Linked DNA regions of Mus musculus: region 1 is linked to region 2. The links are chromatin contacts, called in public HiChIP or PLAC-seq maps. All regions are on one chromosome and are shown on one strand. The core of a region is the stretch at or near the end of the contact, and the rest is flanking DNA. Distances in the headings are between cores, read along the strand shown.

Region 1 (4,505 bases), core at 379-2,878, 1.8 Mb before region 2:
TGGTTTATCTACATAGATAGAGTGGTGAGATACCTCTGTTCATCTTCTTCCCCCTACCAAATGACTACACAGTTCTAAGGGGTAGCTTTCTCCTTGACTCCTGGGCTCCAGTGAAGGAAAGACCCAAACCTTTCCTGTATTTCTCATCATTCAGTATTAAAAACATCCCAGGGATACACACTGGACCACAGAGTCTCCCCCACCATCATCTCCGAGAAGCTGTTTATGCCAAGAATCCAGCAGGTTCCCTCCCCACTCTCACACACACTCACCCACTCATCCATCCATGTCTGCCAAGCACCCACCACATGCCTGGCCCTGCCAGAGTATCAGGGAGACAGCTCAGCTTCCCCCTAATGCTGCTGATAGACTTGTAGGAGACGAGAAGAAATACATTAAGGTAAAATAAAAACAGCTTCGGCATCTCTCGTCCAAAATGCTTGGGGCCATAGATGTTCCAGCTTTTGTTCTTCCCCCAGGATTTCTGAAATATTTGAGTTTATCTAATGAGTTGGCTTGGGGATAGAACCGAAGGCTAAGCGTGACATTCATTTATGTCTCACAAATACAGAATACACAGGTATCTAGATGCTTTTGTACAACAGCATGTGTGTGTGTGTGTGTGCACGCGCGCATGTGTGAGTGCACACACAACATGACGTGCCCATGAGCCAGATGTCAGTCTCAGGTGTTGATTTCTCAGGAGCCTCAACCTTTTTTGATGTTTTGTTTATTTGTTTAGCACAGGGTCTCTAACTAGTCTGGAGCTTGCCAACTAGGCTAGTGAGCCCCAGGGATCTGCCTAGCTCTGCGACCTTGGTGTGTGATTACAAGCAAGAACCATCACACACAGCTTTTTATGGCGCGGGGGGGGGGGGGGGAGTCTGGAGACCCAAGAACTCAGGTTGTCACGATAACATGACAAGTGCTTGACTGGGCTTCCATCCAGCCCCAGAAGGCACCTTTTCATCTGTTTCTTTAGTGCACCTGCATCATGACCAGGATGCTACATCGTGTGAGTGTGAGTTTTCCACACAAAGCATCTTGTCTGAATTCAGAATGTTTGGAATTTGGGAGCATTTTGGGTTTTCAGGTCAGTGGCACTTAAAGTGTGTGGACTACCAAGTGCAGTGATAGCTAGCAAGGGACCCAGGTGACACCAGGCACGGAGAGAGTTACACTCACCACTGCAAAGGACAACCAGTGGCTCTTCTAGTCCTAGCCATGTCTGATACCTGGAGTGTACAATGTTTAGGTATGGGCTGTTCACCTGCAGTTTGGACCCCCATACAAAACAGTCAAGAAGGTCCATCTCACCCCAAATGACCAGCCACTTGACCATTCAATAACAACTGAGTATCTACCTTGGTGAGTATACCAACAACACTCTTGTGCTTAGCAACACGGGACAGTTTCAAGTTCAAGGCTCTCCTGGAAGCCCCCCAGGAGACCTTTGGTCCTTGGCACCCCATTTTGTTGCCCAGTGTCAGAAGAGAAATCATCGTCTGGAGGGCATTGCCAGCTGACGGTCCCTACCAGCCCTCACCCGCCGTACCCAGCTACACCCCCCGGAGAAGCCTGTAAAGATGCATTTTCAATTCTCCACGCTGGGAGCATTCCAAGCAGCTCCCCAACAAGCCAACACTGTTCTCATCTTACCTCCGCCAGCCCCCATCCAAAAAGAGGACACTGTCCTCAGTAACGATGCTAAAGAATCAGATTGCAGCTGGAGCATCTTGCTGAATGTCTAATGGTTTTCATTTGTGAGGGCCGAAGGAAGCCCATCTGGGCCTCCAAAGAAGGCCACATGCGTGAGGGACACGTGGGGAAAAAATGCTCTAGGCTCTTGGAAACCCATAGCTCTGCACTGAGATGGCCGCCCCTGGCTAGGCTGAGGGTTCCCGGAACAATCAGAGGAGAGGCTGCGTGGGATGGCTCGTTTCTGGGCAAGAAAAAGTCCCACAGTTTGGACAAGCTGGGATAAGCAACCGGTGGGGGGGGGGGACAGAACATACACAACATCAAGTTTATTACTGAGCTCACAGGAGCAAGGGCTTCAGGAAGAGAGGTGTGGGGTATCCAGGTTTCCAGGGCCCAGATGGAGTACAGAGGCAGACAGAAACTGGGGAAGCACAGAGTCTGGGAAGCTGAGTGTCAAAGACCAGGTCAGATCCATGGGTCCAAGGCAAAAATGTTCCCAAAGGGATTATGGCCAGAGATGCTGACCAAGCAACTGGAAAGGGACAGCAAGGGCATCCTAGGTGTGAGCCGTCTCACCAGGGAGCCAGTAGATGCCACCCTCCTACTACTGCACCTTTCTGCAGTTGTCTATGGATATCTTCAGTATGGGGGTGCAGGGTACAGAGCAGACAACAGTCAAGAGGGCCTGCCTAGCCCTACGACATGACAAACAGCATGTCATATGCTACCCTGACTCTTCAGTGATGAGACCCTGAGTCCCCAGGGACCCACAAGCTTGTACAAGGAGCGGGTCCCCTTTCTGACCCGCTTCTGACAGTCACTAGCTTCCCTACCTCTCATTACATTCCATCTTGTCTGCATCAGCCAGAGCCTCCCAAGAGACTGAGTTCTCTATAAGGACAGGCACCACTCCTACATCCTTTCATCCCCCACAGCACTGTGGACATTCCCAACATATCAACCTTTGAATGAATGAATGAATGAATAAATAGAAGCAACACCATCGATGGCCTGGCAAGCATGCCGCTAGACACTTTGTAGCATCACCCACCTACCCCTAAACCTCACAGGTAACCAGGAAGGGTTGAGTTATTCTTCACATTAGGAGGAAGATCTATTGGCAGAGCCAGGACCACAGGGGCAGGTCTGACTCTACAGCTGTGCTCTGTACCTGATGTCCCCAAACCACATTCTGATACTCAAAAGTGAGTCACTCTAAATACCGCCTTCCAAACAGTGGTGGATTGGTACTTTTTTGCTTTGTTTTATCTTGGCTTTGTCTGTGATTCTCAACAGAGTTTCTCTGGATAGCACTGGCCAGTCTGGAATTTGCTCTGTAGACCAGGCTGGCCTCAAACTCAGAGATTTGCCTGCCTCTGCCTTTCAGGTGCTGAAATTAAAGGCATCCTCCCCCACCACCGTTCGCACTGGGTTTGCACTTTTAATCTGCTTGGCAATCATTTCAGATGCTGAGAGGTAACTTCTGTCACACTCATTTCAATGATTTCTATAAAATAAAAATTAGCAGAGTCTACATGAATCAGAATGTGTGATTATTATCCTTTTTGTGTTTCTTGCTTTTTTGGTTTTGTTTGTTTTATTGTTGTTTGAGATAGGGCCTCACCCTGTAGCTCAGGCTGGCTAGAAACTCACAACAATCCTTCTGCCTCAGCTCTAGAGTGCCAGGATGAAACCAAAGAGCTGTAATTATACATTAAAGACAAAAGCCCAGCAGCTCGACCAAATGCACAGGAAGGCGTGAGACAGAGGCACACCACCTTCTTGGGGCCGGGGTTATTCATAGCAGATAGCTTGAGAAGACAGCTACTGAAGAAAGAATGGGTGTGTAAGCAAGCAGATGACCAGTTAAGGTGTGAAGGACAACCTTTAAGCAAACACTCACTGTCCCTCCCAACCCTCTCCAAGCCTTAACCTAGAACCAACCTAGAATTCTGACCTTCACAATAGAGAATTTGACCCTTTGAACAGAAATATACTTATTAAAGAAAAAATAAGTAACAATCAATTTTTTTGAGATGGAAAGCAGCATGAGCAGATTAGCAAACCTTTGTGGAAAAGTTAAAATTCCCCATAATCTCTCCCAAATGATGGGAGAAGAGGGTCTACTTCATGATCCCCCAGGCCAGTGTCGTACTAAAAGAACCAAGGCATTTCAAGGAAACAATAAGCTATCGTCTCCCAAGATCAGAAATGTGGAATTCTCAGCAAAATGTTAGCAAGTTGAATCCAACAATGAGAAAGAAGTTGGCACAGCTGAGCAGGACTCAGTCCAGGTCCAAAAACCTGGCTGCACATTTTAAAGCCAATGAATACAACTCATCATACTGACAGGCTAAAGAAGAGAAACCTCAGGGTCCTTCAAGTGACATCGAAGAACATCTGACAGCATGTTGACTGACCCATAAGGAAAACCCCCAGCTAAGGGGCAGAGGAACAGACAAGGCACACACACACAAAGAACCTAAACCTGACATTACACTTGATGCTGACAAAAGACATGCTTGCCTATAAGAAAACAGATGTTTGCTTATGAAAACAGGAACAAGATAAGACTGTCCTGTGTCTCAGTACTCCATTTCAACACCATGCCAAAAAGTTCTAGATACTGCAAGGGGAGAGCGAATTTAAAAATACAAAAATGTAGAAATTGAAACAATTAATTAACCAATGAGTCTTCTAAAATTTACTTGATGGCTGCAAGATTTTCAGCGCATGAGGTAAATATAAAATTTCCATTATTTTAAAAGTTATATCAAGAAGTAAACAAGTGATGTTTGAAAATT
Region 2 (4,588 bases), core at 664-3,163:
CTTTCTCTAGGAAAAGATCACACACAGCCTGGCATCGGTTTGGAATGAGAGTAAATCCCTAACATTGCTGTATATTCATTTTTTTCCCAGCAGGTTGGATAAAGTGTACAATCCTTTGACTTTTAAACACAAATGATAGATGTTGTATAAAAATCCTACCAATCCAAGCAACTGTAACTCCCAACCTGTAGGCTTTATATTCAGCAAGTTAAAAGGGAGGAAGCCTTTAAATTTTCTTGTTATTATGAAATGAGTGTGTGTGTGTGTGTGTGTGTGTGTGTGTGTGTGTGTGTGTGTTTCCCTTAAGGAACATGGGATTTGGTCTAAGTATTTTATGTTTGAAACTATGCAAAAAAAGACAATTTGATTTATTTTTTAGCATCAAACTGAATCTTATCAAGGTTTGAGCTCTTTGGAGTCTCTAAGTCAAACAGTGTATTTGTTTTAAGAACAAAGGAGGCAATAAAACAGCATGGGTGGGGAGGAGGGAAGGAGCCTAGGACAAAGTCCCTGGAAAGGTTGGGAAAAACAGTGGACAGAGAGGTGAGTTCCAGGGTACCTCAGTTCTAGCAACTCTAAAGCACACATCTTCAGCCATCTATCATACACAACTTTGTAGCCCATCGTGGTAGCCCATGCCTTTAATCTTAGCACTTCATAAACAGAGGCAGGTGGACCTGTGGATTTGAAGCCAGCCTGGTCTTTAAACAGTGAGTTCCAAGCTAGCCAGAGAGATAGTGAGATTCTGTTTCAATCAAAACAAAATGAAAAACAGCACTGTAGCCCCAGCACTTTCAGAATGTGGAGCCATGAAGATTCTGAGCCACTGGTTCAGGAGGCTAGGTCACGAAGTTTGCCCTAAACTCAAGGTCAGCCTGGGCTGCAGGAGACAAACTCAAACTTAAGAGTATTTTTAAAAACAAAACAAAAACCAGGGCTAATGAGATGACTTCGCGCAAACAATGCTTGCAGAAAGTAAAAGAGCCAAGTTTGATGCCCAGAACCTCCATAAAATATCAAGTGTGGTGGTGTGATTTGTAGATTCAGCCCTAGAGAGCTGGAGACAGGATCACCTCTGGGGTTCTGCTAGCCGGTTTGCCTAGCCTAGTTCACTAGAGCTCTAGGTCAGTGGGACACCCTGTCTTGAAAACCAAGGTGGGAGCCTGAAGATGTGGTTCAAATATCATGAACACTGACTGCTCTTCCAAAGGACCCAGCACCCACAAGCCTACTCACAGCCTGCTTTTATTATAGTTCAAGGGGATTGGGTTCTCTCTTCTGGTCTCTGTAGAGGCACAAGGCACATGAGTGGTGCAGAGACATATACATGCAGGCAAAACATCTGTACACATTAAATAAAATAAAATAAAAATTTAAAACCAAGGTGGATGGCAAGAAAAGACACCAGAATGTCCCCTCTGGGTTCCACACAAATGTGGCACACTTGCATGTGCACCTGTGTGACACCTGCACACGTGTGCACAAACACATGCATCCGCACGAATAGTCAATAACAAAGAACGGAAAATTTAAGACAAACAGGAATGAGAAACTTTTGTTATGTATCTTATGCTGGGCGGAAGCACATGAATTATATATACCACAGACTTTAGGGATAAGATCGAAGAGAGGCAAGAACACATAAATTCAAGGCCCAGGCTCCATGGAGGTTCACTAAGACACTGGAAGCACTATTAACCATTCGTAAGCCCATTGCTAGTGAGGGCATCAGCCGTGCTCTGTGGAATCTGTGGATCATTTAGCCGAGGGTTCGAGACCTGGCCCGGCTAGCTCGGTCTCTGCTCGCACCCCAGGCCCTAGCCCGCCGCTTACTGTGGGGCTCCATGGTCAGCTGCTCCCGGGGGCCCTCGGGCCCAGCCCTGGCGGCGCCGCCCTCCTAACGCCTGTCTTCGTCTGGCGTCGCTCGGGTTGCCCTGACAACCGGGGATGGGCAGGCGAGCGGGCGGGCGGGGCCCGGCGGACGGCGAGAGGGAGGGACCAAAAAGTGACGTGGAAACGCAGAGCAGCGCACGGGCGGGAGTGGCGCAGGGGGGTCGCGACCCGGGAGCGCGGCGGCTTCAGCAGAGCCGCGCCCCGAGCTCGGGAACGCTCTGTCAGCTCCTCTAGGGACCACGCGAACGTCGGCCGGGCTCGGGAAGCTCCCGCCCAGGCTCTGGGAGGCCTCGGCGGCCGCCGCTGCAGGTAACGGCAGGGCAGGCGGCGGGGAAGCAGGGAGGCCGCGCACCTGTTGCGGCCCCGCCCGACCAGGCACAGCTGAGGGCGAGGGCGCCCCCAGCTCCGGAAGGAGAACCGGAGCTCCGGCCTGAGATCTTCTGGACCCTGGTGGGTTAAGTCTAGGATGACCTGAGACGCCCCAGTGAGAGTCAGAACAAACCCTGCTCCAGCCGGATGACTCGGTCTTTGCACCGCCGTAACCCCAAGCTAGAGTCAGGGTTACCCCTGCATCTGGCGTCCGTCCAGGTCAGGGTCCGGATGAACCCGGAGATGCCCGGGTGAGAGTCGAGATAGACCCTGTTCCTGCTGGAGGACCCAGCTTTTGCCTGCCAGTACCCATTCTCCAGAGTGAAGGGCTATTGCTTCAGGATGTTGCCCCAAGTCATGGTCCGGACTCGGCCTTTGCGCGTGGCAGCTCTTTTCCAGGGTGGGTACCCTATACCGGGATGTTGTCCCAGGTCAAGGCTAGGATGACCCTAAGACTCCGAGTATGGGTGCTCTCAGCTCCTCCTGGAGGACTCGTTCTTTGCACCACATGTTTCAGAGAGGGGTGTTCGAATCCGTTTGCCTAGGTGAGGGTGTGAAAGCTGCTCCTGCCTCTATAGTAGGCCAAGGCTGTCTACTGAGACTACGGGCAGTTCCTCCCCTAGTCCTGCTCTGTCTATCATCCCCACTGTCACCTATCATATTTCAGGCTGTGGGCCCCTTGTGGGATCTTGGAAATTGGTTTAGTTTGGTGTGTGTGTGTGTGTGTGTGTGTGTGTGTGTTTGTGTTTGTGTTACAATACTCATTTTTCCTGTTGATTTTTTTTGGGGGGAGAGGGGGGTCACTGAGTCAGCCAAATTGTGTAGGATACTGGTTTCAAAGACCAGGATCCAGGTTTTCCTTTAAGAAAGGTGTGAAGGGGGGAAAAACCCACTAGGAATTTTTATCTGGTATGGTGTAGAATTTTCAAACCACCTCAGAGAGTGTCATGGGTTAAGGAGAGAAGAGGGGGAAGCAGAGGAAGGAAGAAAAATGGAGAAGAGATAAGAAAGGGATGAGGAAGTGCGGAGAAACAGAGGAAATTGTAGGATTGATTTACCGGTCAGCGCTGGACATTAAAGGCCTTCCATCAACCCCTACTGCTGCCATAGACAGGACTAGAGAAAAATGGAAGGCCCAGCCAGCTCTATTGGGGTCATATAAGTGATTACTCATCTTTGCCAGTAGAGAGATTTCTACCGCGTGGCTGTCAAGGACTCAGGGGAGAATTACTTTCCCCAGGGAGTCATTCAAAGCTTAGTTGAATCCAAGAAGCATCTATTCTGTGATGGAAATGGACATTTATTATATTCTGCCAAATTAGGCTTCCCTCTCTATGAGGGTGAATTGTCAAAGCTAGGAGGCTTACGAATGGGTGCAGACAAGCGCTGTGATTTATGCAGAACTCAAACTTCCTAGGCTAAAGTATCAAACAGAGAAATTCAGGTTCCTGTAACTTAGAGGACGGAGGAGACAGAGTAAGATTCTGGGTGCTTCAGTACCAATATTTCCCAAACACTGGTTCTCAGAAGCAAAATCACAATGACGCTTTCCCATGCAGGAAGACATGGTTATAATGGAACAGCAAATGTCACAAACAAACCTGGCAACACACACACACACACACACAGGAGAGGAAGTTAAAATGTCAGAAAATCAGTAGCCTAGATATTGAGGGATTTTTTTTCCTTAAATGAGAGTGGAGATCTCCATGCTAAGGTAATAAAGACTAAATGTGGCCATTGTGTGTGGATTTCAAGATTGAAAACGTGGAAATAGAAATTACTGAAGGAGTAACTTATAATGCTTTAGAAGAGACCTAAATCCTAGAAGTGGGCGTTGAGGAAGTCTCCGTGCATAAAGACAGTTAACTGTGAAACCAAGCTCTTCAGGGGATGTGGAGCCTTTGAAAGAAACAACTGGCTAGGAGGAGGAGTGGGGATGGTGTTCATCACGACATTTCCCCTCCAGCACCTAGCACAGTGTACTTACTCAGTGGATGGGAACTTCCGAGTAGGGATGTGTTTACCCTGAGAGAAGATGCTCGAGATTTTATTGTCACTTTGGGTTCTTTCTGCTCTTATGTCCATTTCCTTTGGCTGTCATGTTCAGAATGTTATTCCTGGTCAAAGGAAAATCAAAGAGGCCCTGGGGAGGGGGGGGCTTTTGCTTTGTTTTTAAGTTTCCAAGTTTCTTTGTGCACAGAGCTGTGGCGTCCAGGTAGCAAACCAAGGAAAGCAGCCTTAGCAGGGAATAACAAGGTAGCCAGAAGACTTAAAAAGTGCAACCTTTCTTTTTCTTAGATCGCTGCCCCTCCCAGAATGAAAA

The links. HiChIP or PLAC-seq counts read pairs in DNA pulled down with a chosen protein or histone mark.
Region 1: a contact with region 2 is called in an H3K4me3 HiChIP or PLAC-seq map of pro-B cells, with 22 times the contacts expected there. The contact joins the enhancer-like site here to the promoter of Fank1 in region 2. A contact is called at or near these places in 2 of 39 promoter capture datasets (embryonic stem cells and hippocampal neurons) and 4 of 115 datasets of contacts at active chromatin or transcription factors (astrocytes, embryonic forebrain, embryonic midbrain and 1 more).

What each region holds. Positions count from the first base shown.
Region 1 is chr7:135,576,279-135,580,783 of GRCm38.p6, reverse strand. All of the region lies in intron 1 of Ptpre (protein tyrosine phosphatase, receptor type, E), which reads right to left. Among named protein-coding and RNA genes, the nearest start is that of Mir1962, 12 kb to the right of the region's middle. Within about 2 kb of position 1,628, at least 72 of the 459 cell types and tissues checked have an H3K27ac peak or open chromatin away from gene starts, as enhancers often do. A contact at or near this core is called in hippocampal neurons and pro-B cells, where this site is marked.
Region 2 is chr7:133,774,216-133,778,803 of GRCm38.p6, reverse strand. It overlaps Fank1 (fibronectin type 3 and ankyrin repeat domains 1), which reads right to left and starts at 1,913. Exons shown (of 11, transcript NM_025850.2): 1 at 1,834-1,913. The coding sequence starts at 1,846. Dhx32 (DEAH (Asp-Glu-Ala-His) box polypeptide 32) reads left to right here and starts at 2,001. Exons shown (of 12, transcript NM_133941.2): 1 at 2,001-2,202.